2 separate regions of the Sus scrofa genome follow, and region 1 is linked to region 2. Evidence: chromatin contacts called from public Hi-C data. All regions are on one chromosome and are shown on one strand. Each heading gives the region's core, a stretch centred on a gene start, on an enhancer-like site or on the middle of the called end of the contact. The rest is flanking DNA. Distances are from core to core; before and after follow the strand shown. Region 1 has its middle 38 kb from the start of AKR1E2. Region 2 has its middle 350 kb from the start of KLF6.

Region 1 (4,892 bases), core at 2,297-4,796, 410 kb after region 2:
AGACGCTGGCCTATGCCACAGCCAGAGCAACATGGGATCCGAGGCTGTCTGCAGCCTACACTACAGCTCATGGCAACACCAGATCCTTGAACCCACTGAGTGAGGCCAGGGATCCAACCCGCGTCCTCCTGGATGCTAGTTGGGGTCCCAACTGCTGAGCCACGACAGGAACTCCGACAAGCTCTTTTTCACATCAGTGTAAGGTCAGGACGTGCCGTTCAGATGGGCTGCCCCGTGATGCCCTGTGATCTGCTTTATCTCTTCCTTCATTCCTTCCGCCTCCCCCCCTCCTCCCCCAGGGGATGGAGGGCAAAAGCAATAAGGCTGTGGAACCAAGAAGTAGATCAGGAGTAGATGGGAAATCATCAAGGAGCCCCTAGACTCAAGGCCGCTCTTCCTAAGACCCCCCTTCCACGCTTCCTGAAGGAATAAAACCACGTCTACGCCCACAAGCCTGTGAAAGCTACATCTATAGTTGAGTCAGCAGGTCTGAACGTCTGTCTTGATGGGTTGGGGGCCTTCATACTTTTTATGGGAAAATGTTTGACTGACACAGACACAGCCACGGCAGTGGGCGGTGGGATCGGGAGGGGGTGGGAGAGAAAATATTTACATCTGCTCAGCACTGCTGCTTTCAAAGGAAGCTCGCCCTGGTCCCAGACCGCATCCTGCCTGACATATTAGGCCTGGGCAGTCACACGCATGGAAGTGGCAGGAAGGGACAGAATTGAATCCAACTCGAGACAGCACCAGCCCAGCCTAATTCGATTGGGTGACAGCTGAGAGGACCCTGGAAGCCCATTACCCTGACTCAGTTAGTCTCTCTTGCGGGCAGAGAGCCCTAAGCCAGGGGGCCGCTGGAAACGACCCATCGAGGGCTGATCAGCTTGAGAGCACCTAACTCCTAAGAAGGTGGATTCAAGTGATTTTTCCCTTTCTTTTTCAGAAATGACTCTTTCCAGTGTTATTGAGCCGCCCTTGACCTATAACAGTTGTGTCAGTCAAAGATGAGCCACGTGATGGTTTGATGACCACCTAGGCGACAGCTAACGGCTACGTCACATCACTTAATTGCCATGGCGTGTGTGTGTGTGTGAGTGTGTGTGTGTGTGTGTGTGCACATTTAAGATTTTCGCACTTAGTCACTTTCAAGTCCACAATACGGTGTTATTGGTGTTATTAACCCGAATCGCCATGCTGTATATTGGACCCCCCAGAACTTAACTGTCTTTCAACTGGAAAAGTGTACCCTTCAGCCGCTGTCTCCCCACTCCCTCCCCCACCACCGCTAGCCTCTGGTTTTTTTAAAATGTAAAAATGCTCTTGCTGTCTACGCAGAGATGGCGTCTTCAATGGCCTTTATGAATCTCTGTCAACTGCCGTTCTTTAAATATTTGGGAATCCAGTCTAAGGCTTACGTGTTCAGATTCTTTCCAGAAATTTCACAGCATATAACATCAATTTAAATTTCTCCATCCTACGGAGTATCAGCTCTGTTTCCCAGCTGCATCCTCAAGACAGCGGGGTGGACAGCCTTCTCAGGGAAAGAGACCCCTAATGCCAGCAGTTGGCTTTTCAGTGCAGGAAATGATACACCTCAAGGTTCGCATTATCTTTCTTCTTTTTTAATTAGTAAATCATATACTTGTGCACGAGCCTGAGTCAACAGACCAGGCTTTATTGTCTCCAGCATACAATTCTCTCCTACCATTAGGGAAATTGGCTTATTCCTGGATGTCTCAAAAGCTTCCTAAACACAGGGAATTTAGACAATGAGAAAAGGGTTTTGTAATGGAGCGTCTTTCACAAATCAATATTAAATCACTAACGGACTTGGAAAGGGGTACAGACCGGAAAGCCATTTGTTTTAATGGAATCTCATGAGGAATGCGTAAAAAAGAATATGCCCTGAATATCTTCCTAATAAATCAAAACAAGGGAATCTGTATAATAGTAAATATAACTTTGAGAAAATGTAATTATCTTAATTTTTTTTAAGGACCAGCCCCAGACATTGTTTTGAGAACCACTACTTCGTATGTTCCTGTAATCCTCTAACCTCTGAAAACCATTATACATGATACATCCAAATTCTAACCATGGCATTGGTTATTCCAGTATTTTGAGAACTATTTGAAACATAAAGGTAAAGTTCCTCCATTCGTGAAATTAACGCAATCTGAAAATTCACATATTAATCCAAAAAAAGAAAAAAAGAAAGAGGTTTGATTATTGAAAATATTATAGCTTTAGAGAATGAAAATTACACTGGAGGGGTAAAATTTTTAACAGCCCACTTAAAAATGTGGAGCAAAATATTTACTTGGCTGTGAGCATCTCTGTCAGCAAACTTCTAAATGATTACCGTGTCTTACGTGCAAGATGATATTTCGGTTACAATTAAAATCATTGGTTGGATTTTAAGACGCCTCCGACTCAACCTACAAATTTGGGATTTACTAGGAAAGAATAACAAAACATCTTAAAAACTTCTTGAAGGGTTCTTTTCTTCTTATATCAAGAAGCAAAATGCACTCAGTGCCCTGTTGAGTAAGTTAAAAAGCATCCAAGACATAGGCAAATTCCCTTGATAAAAATGTTTTCTAGATTAATATTGCTATTCAAAGTCCTTTCCACATCGCTTGGATTTTTCTTTTCCTTTTAAAGCACCAAGTTTCTCCTCCTGGTTTTGGAATCCATGAACAGATCCGGTGCCATGTCACAGACACAGTCAGATCCTTTAAAACCTTTTCTCTTTCTGTTTCTTTTTTTGAGTTTCCTGTCGGCCTGACACATTGTGTTCTCACATCCCTTGGAAACCACGTGGGGAAGAAATAAAGTGCACCCCTCCGTCCACAGATAGGCAATGTTTGCTCACCGACTGGGGGAAACACAACAGGTCACTGCAATTGGCTATATATGGTCATTCAGTCACACGGAGCAAGGGACGAGGCCAGGACACAGGAAACACCTGTGGAAAAGGACTCCGAATAATGGGCCCTTTTGCAGTTTAACTGTTCACAAAGCACAGAAATACCAAATACCAGCAACATGTTGGCCAATGTTATTTAAAACGGGCTCCCTGCAAAGACAGGGGAGCAGGTGCAAGACTTGCCTCTCAAAAACGTTCTGTTTTGGAGTTCCTGTGGCTCAGCCAAAACGAATCCAACTAGCAGGCAAGAGGATGCCAGCTGGATCCCTGGCCTCGCTCTGTGGGTTAAGGATCCGGTGTTGCCTGTGAGCTGTGGTGTAGGTCGCAGTCTCAGCTTGGGTCCTTCGTTGCTGTGGCATAGGCCAGGGGCTACAGCTCTGATTGGACCCCAGCCTGGGAACCTCCATATGCCGCAGGTGCAGCCCTAAAAAGCCACACACACCAAAAAAAAAAAAACGTGCTTTTTCTTTAGCACCAAGTCTTGCACGTTGTAGCACTACCCACGGTAAAAGCAATGAAAAGTCTTCAGGGCAGACACTAAAACTGTCTTTCAGGGATGTCCTTTCCTGAAACCTGGAAGATGTGGAAACAAGGAACTTGTGCCTGAGGATGTAGCTCCATCTACAGGACGTGGGAGGTAGGACAAGGTCCATGTAAACAAATTCTCCGGCCACACGCGGATATTAAGGTTGTGTTTTGCTTCTGATAAATGAGCTTTTTCACTGAGAAGAAAGGAACGTGAAACGAGGGGTGACGTGCACGTGGGCCATTCATTCCTGAGGCTTTGATCGACTTAGTTTTTATTCTCTTCTTTGTAAATTAAAAAAAAAAAAAAAGTCCATGTAAGCTCATCTTTGGTTTAAAAGAAAAGGCAGTTCTGGTTGGGGATGTAGATGGCGGGGGCGGCTAGGCATTTGGGAAGCCGAGGGCATATGGGAAATATTTGTACCTTCCTCTCCATTTTGTTGTAAACCTAAAACGGCTCTAAAAAGTGCTCTTTTACATAAGAGAACAGACTTGTGGTTGCCAAGGGGAAGCCGGGAGCGAGGAGGAGTTTGCGGTTAGCAGATAAAACTAGTACATGTAGAATGGATGAGCAATGAGGTCCTACTGTACAGGACAGGAACCATATCCCGACTCTTGGGATAAAACATGCTGGAAAATAACACAGGAAAGGGAATGTATATATATACGTATGTATACATATATGCCTGGGCCACTTCGCTATACAGCAGAGACTGGTACAACATTGTAAATCAACCATATTTTAATTAAAAATAAATATAATAACAAATAGGGGTTTTGTTTTGTTTTGTTTCTTAGGGCCGCACCCATAGCATATGGGCCTATGGAAGTTCCCAGGCTAGGAATCGAATAGGAGCTGCATCTGCCGGCCTAGGCCACAGCCACGGCAAGACCAGATCTGAGCCATGTCTGCAACCTACACCACACCTCACAGCAACGCCAGATCCTTAATCCACAGAGAGAGGCCAGGAATGGAACCTCATCCTTATGGATACAAGTCAGGTTCTTTACTGATGAGCCACAAGGGGAACAATAAATCGTTTTTTTAAAACACAAAACCTCAGGCAGAGTCCACTCAGGGAGCACTGAATTCTTTTAGAAAATGGTATGGAGGTACCTCAGGAAACTAAACATAGAACTACCATATAATCCAGCAATTCCACTGCTGGGCATATATCTGGACAAAAGTTTCACTGAAAAAGATACACGCATCCCTGTGTTCATAGCAGCACTATTCACAATAGCCAAGACATGGAAACAACCTCAATGTCTATTGACAGATGAGTAGATTAAGAACATGCAGTACATATACATGGTGGAATATTACTCAGTCATAAAAAAGACAAACAAATGCCATCTTCAGCAACATGGATGGATCTAGAGACTCATTCTAAGTGAAGTCAGAAAGAGAAAGACAAATACCATATGGTATCGC
Region 2 (4,686 bases), core at 1,089-3,588:
TTATATGACATTAAATGCATGGTAATTTAGCCCTCTTTTCTGTGTGGTCTTTAATTTGAAGCGCGCTATTTGAAGTTTGTTTCAAATGTGTCTAGACAGTGCCTCTTGAGTGCTGTGAGGGCCCATCGAAAAGTGCTTCTCTTTGCTATATGTCCAGTTTTTTCCCTGTCAGACCATGCCTCTTGTCTATCTAGTGATACGTGGTATGTCTCTTTTTATTATTTATTTATTTATTTATTTCTCTTTTTGCCATTTCTTGGGCCGCTGCTGCAGCATATGGAAGTTCCCAGGCTAGAGGTCGAATCAGAGCTGTAGCCGCCAGCCTATACCAGAGCCACAGCAACTCGGGATCCGAGCCGCGTCTGCGACCTACACCACAGCTCACGGCAACGCTGGATCCTTCACCCACTGAGCGAGGCCAGGGATTGAACCCGCAACCTTATGGTTCCTAGTTGAATTCGTTAACCAGTGAGCCACGACAGGAACTCTGATATGTCTCTCTTTAGATAAAGTAACTACCACCTTTATACTCCATGGATTATGATTACAAATGAATTTTTTTTTTTTTTTTTTTTTTGCTTTTTAGGGCTTCACCAGTGGCATATGGAAATTCCCGGGCTAGGGGTTGAAACAGAGCTGCAGCCAGCCTACACCATAGTCACAGCAATGCCAGATCCAAACTGCATCTGTGACCTACACAACAGCTTTCAGCAAATCCAGATCCTTAACCCACTGAGCGAGGCCAGGGATTGAACCCACATCTTCATGGATACTAGTCAGGTTCTCTGAAATGTCTCTTTTTTTAATGTCTGGAATTTATCTCCTAGTTCGATTGAAACAAGGGTGTCAGAATCATCTACTGTAATTTCTACGACTAAACAATGTGTCTAAGTGTCAAATAGCATTGTCGCTGTTACAGTATGGATGCTTAATAAACACTAAAATAAACGGGTGAATGAAAACAGAGACAGTGTCTTTGGTTAAAGGGTTTTTAAACATCGCAGAATCCCTCATCTGAAATTGTTATCTTCAGAGTTGGTCTTATTGTCCTGATTCATTTATTTATTTTCTTAAAACTGACTAACTCAGTCAATGGTCCTCACATTGAGTAACCAAGTTTAGTTTATGCCTGTGCTTTACCAAGTTTGGCTGCTGTTTTTTTCCTGCCCAGTCAGGGGGCAATTCAGGCCCGTAATATGGATTGACCGCCAGGTGTCTCGGGGACTGGAGCCAGATGTTTCCACTGTGGCTTTGAGGTCTGGGCCATACACTTGCTGAGCCCCAGGGGTTATTCGCTGGTGTTTTAGAACCACATCTGCTTCAAGCCGTCAGCTAGGAAAAAAAAATTAATCAAATAAAAAAGTATGTGTGGGATCTGTGAAGATACGTCCATGTACGTGTGTGTGAAAAGTGCCAAACTGTTGGGCCAGGTGCTTTGAGAGACAAGAGAAAGAGTTCTCCTCGCCCCAAGGCGCACACGCAGGGTAAAGCCTCCCTCACTGTGTGGGAGCCTCGCTCGTGCACGGGGTCGGTTTGCTGGAGATGAAGAGGCTGACTGCAGACCCTTTCACGCCGAGCAGGTTCAAAAGCATTAATATCTTCACATTCTAACCGTCTGCAATTTAAACCTGGTGACCAGAATGCAACAGCAGAGGAAGATACAGCGCAGAAGAGCATGAAGAAGAAACGGAGCTCAGACCCCGCACAGCGGGCAGCCGACGTCAGGAGGACCCCGGCTGAAGGAGCAGCGAGGGGTCTGGCGAGGCTTTGGGATAACGGGACATTTCCCGGGATGCAGCAAACCGCTGTTTCTGCCACCTTTTTATGGTTGGTGATGGTAAAGGATATTGCAGATGGAGTTGCTGCTTCCTAAATTCCACAAAGATAAACATATTTGGACCTATTTTTAGAGAATAATGGACTGTGCTATCATAACTGGCATTAAAATGGAACTAAACTTTAGCTACATGGAATTCATGGCTCTAAACACACACACACACACACACACACACACACACACACACACACACAACTGGCTTGTTGGAATAATAGTGAAAGCCAAAACACACTCTCAAAATTCTGGAGTGAAAGCATATTCTCAGAAGTGTGTCCTCCGCGGCAAAACAAAAGATGCTCACAGGTGTGACAGCAGGAACAAGCACCTTGATGTTGGAGAGAGACATTTATGACGGCAGAAACCTTTCTGAGCGGAAAGACCAGTGCTTTTCTTTGTACGCTTTGTCTGAGAAAAGCCAGGGGCGTGAATACGAGGGAGGAAGGGAGTCGTCTTGTTCCTGTTGGGGCAGAAAGCACGGTGGCCGCCCTTTTCTCTACATCCCTGCTTCCCCCCATCATCGGACACGTGTTCTGCGTTAGTCACTCTGAGTCAGTCACTCGCTGAACTGTCTTCTGTGCTCTGGCAAAGATAGGGGATCTATCTGGGTTTCCTTAGCGATATTCCAAACACATTTTTTTTCTGCGCTCCCATACCGAGCGAGCACATAGTTTGGGAGGAATTCCTGTCGTGTGGGAGGCCGGCTCCGCTCCATTCACACACTCTCTCTCCCAGATGTGACCCCGTGGGCTTAGCCCTATGTCCGCTGGGGCCGCCAGGCAGCCCTGGCCGCAGGATCCTCTTGGACAACCGCAGCGGTCTTGCTGCGTCTTCTTATGCATGTGGTGTGTGCATGCTATGCTTCAGCATTTTTTAAACTCTTCCTTTGAGTAAATTAAAAAAAGTTTGTGAAAAAGTTTGCTCCAGGAAAAGGGAGCCAAAGGGCTCGCTGATTCTTTTAATTGAATAAGGGGGGGGGCGGGGAATGGGGAGCGGGAGGTGGGGGGGATAGAAGAGAAAAAGGTATAGAAATCAGTTAGCCTCATGGACGGCTAGATGAGGTCCCTTGCTATTAAAAACATCCAGAGTGAGCCCTGGGGGTGGCCAACAAAGAAAGGGGTTGCTATTATTTGGGTTCCTGTTAAAATCTGACCCCACAGGGTGCTTTAAATCTCCGTGACCAGGGCACTGCCCTCTCCGAAACAGCAGACCTTCAGATGTGCACGGGAGACGAGACCCGGGATACCATTTAGAGGCCTCTTTGACCAGGGAAGGTCACCGTGTGACCATTTCAGGGGGACACCTGCAGCACGGCTTTGTCAACAGGGCCTTGGATCTGAACAAAACACACGCAGTCACTTCCCACCAGGACGTGACACTCGGGGCCGGCCCTGAGCCGGGCACATCTGGAAGGTGGCTCTTTCAGGGGGGCGTTTTCTCTCCGTTCCACGTCCGGGAGCGGGTGAGCGAGAAGCGCTGCCTTCACAGCCCGACTGTGCGTCAGTGCCATCGGTCGGGGGTGCGGCCAGGGCGCTGGGGCGCCTTGAAGGGCAGGCGCGGAGCCTCCAAGGCCGCTGTTCTGAACCAGGGCCTGGTGGGGGTGGGGGCCGGGTCTCAGGCCGGCCGGGGCTTAAAAACGGGGGATAGAGATGCCACGCAAGGGCGACTGGGCGAGAGCCATCCCTCACCGGGCGTGATCGCAGTTGTCCAGCCGCCGCCCCGGTCGCTAAGGACACTGGCTCAGCCCGCGGGGACAGCCGTGCCGGTGGAGTCCAGGCGGCTCGGTCATGAGCGCTGCGGTCCCGCTGTTGTTAACAGCAGTCCCGGCGACCGTCCTCAAGGCCTGGGAAAATGTCCACAGGCATGAGCCCGCCTTCTGCGCATCCGAACTCTACGTGACTCAGGGTCACTTCTTCACATAAAGAACGCGGGGGCGGCAGCTTGGGGGAGAAAGGACTCAACGCCAGATCGCCCACGTTCAAGGGTGAGCGTCCCGGTCCCGCTGCACGAGGGCTGTGCCGCCGAACGCACAGGCCTGTCAGCTTTTTGTGCGGAATCCTGCCAGGGGAACCCGCGCGCTTGCGCTGGGTGAAGGCAGCGTAGACCAGTGGGCGTGGGCCCGAGGCGCCTTGAGTTCCCAACCTTTACTCAGAAGAAAAACGCCCAACGGCGCTGGACTTCTACCGGGAAGTTTTCTGGGTCCCGGAGAAGGACGTGTCTCCCGCTGCAATTAACTCAGAAGACGCCCCTGCCTCTCGGGGCTGCGGCGCTTGCAGAAGGCCCGGACTGGATGAGCGCCACATACGTCCCCACGCGACGTTGTCCTTCCTTTTAAAAATCATTCCGGGAATCGTTTATTTTCTGGAGTGGGTCGTCTTTATTTGTTTACCCTGGAAACCACAGTTTGACATGCTGTCTTTCGTTCCTGGCGAGGCGATGCGAAAGGCAGAAAAACCCCGCTTGTTTGCAGTGCCAGGGATAAAACACTTGACTGAAGGCCAGGTGCGCTGCCCCCAGAACCTTCCCATCGCCTCTGAGGGACGAACATACATCCTGGATCCGAATCCTCGGCAAGTTCAGGAGGTTAGAGGTGACTCAGTCTCCACGAATGCAGTCTGGTCTTATTTTAAGAAGGCCTCTGAGTCATGTGGAGTTGTGTCAAAACATGTGTTATGTTATGTTATTTTAAAAAGGCAGCTTGGAGGGAGGAAATTGAACCATCTTTTTTTCAGAAAACCTGCCCTTTAATGGAAGAAAAGGGCAAGTCAGTTTCCCACACATCTCCCTCGGTCCCGCAGGCTCTGCTTTGACCCCACACGTATATTCTTCATGGGCTTTGCTATTACCATACT

Evidence for each region. A called contact is a pair of places that touch in the nucleus more often than the background predicts.
Region 1: a Hi-C map of skeletal muscle shows a contact between it and region 2, with 5 times the contacts expected there. The contact joins two enhancer-like sites. A contact is called at or near these places in 10 of 47 Hi-C or Micro-C datasets (embryonic fibroblasts, fetal heart ventricle, mesenteric adipose tissue and 4 more) and 1 of 2 datasets of contacts at active chromatin or transcription factors (skeletal muscle).

Annotation. Positions count from the first base shown.
Region 1 is chr10:65,728,740-65,733,631 of Sscrofa11.1, reverse strand. No RefSeq gene overlaps it. Among named protein-coding and RNA genes, the nearest start is that of AKR1E2, 38 kb to the right of the region's middle. Within about 2 kb of position 3,546, at least 10 of the 83 cell types and tissues checked have an H3K27ac peak or open chromatin away from gene starts, as enhancers often do. A contact at or near this core is called in retroperitoneal adipose tissue and skeletal muscle, where this site is marked.
Region 2 is chr10:66,133,958-66,138,643 of Sscrofa11.1, reverse strand. No RefSeq gene overlaps it. Among named protein-coding and RNA genes, the nearest start is that of KLF6, 350 kb to the left of the region's middle. Within about 2 kb of position 2,338, at least 31 of the 83 cell types and tissues checked have an H3K27ac peak or open chromatin away from gene starts, as enhancers often do. A contact at or near this core is called in retroperitoneal adipose tissue and skeletal muscle, where this site is marked.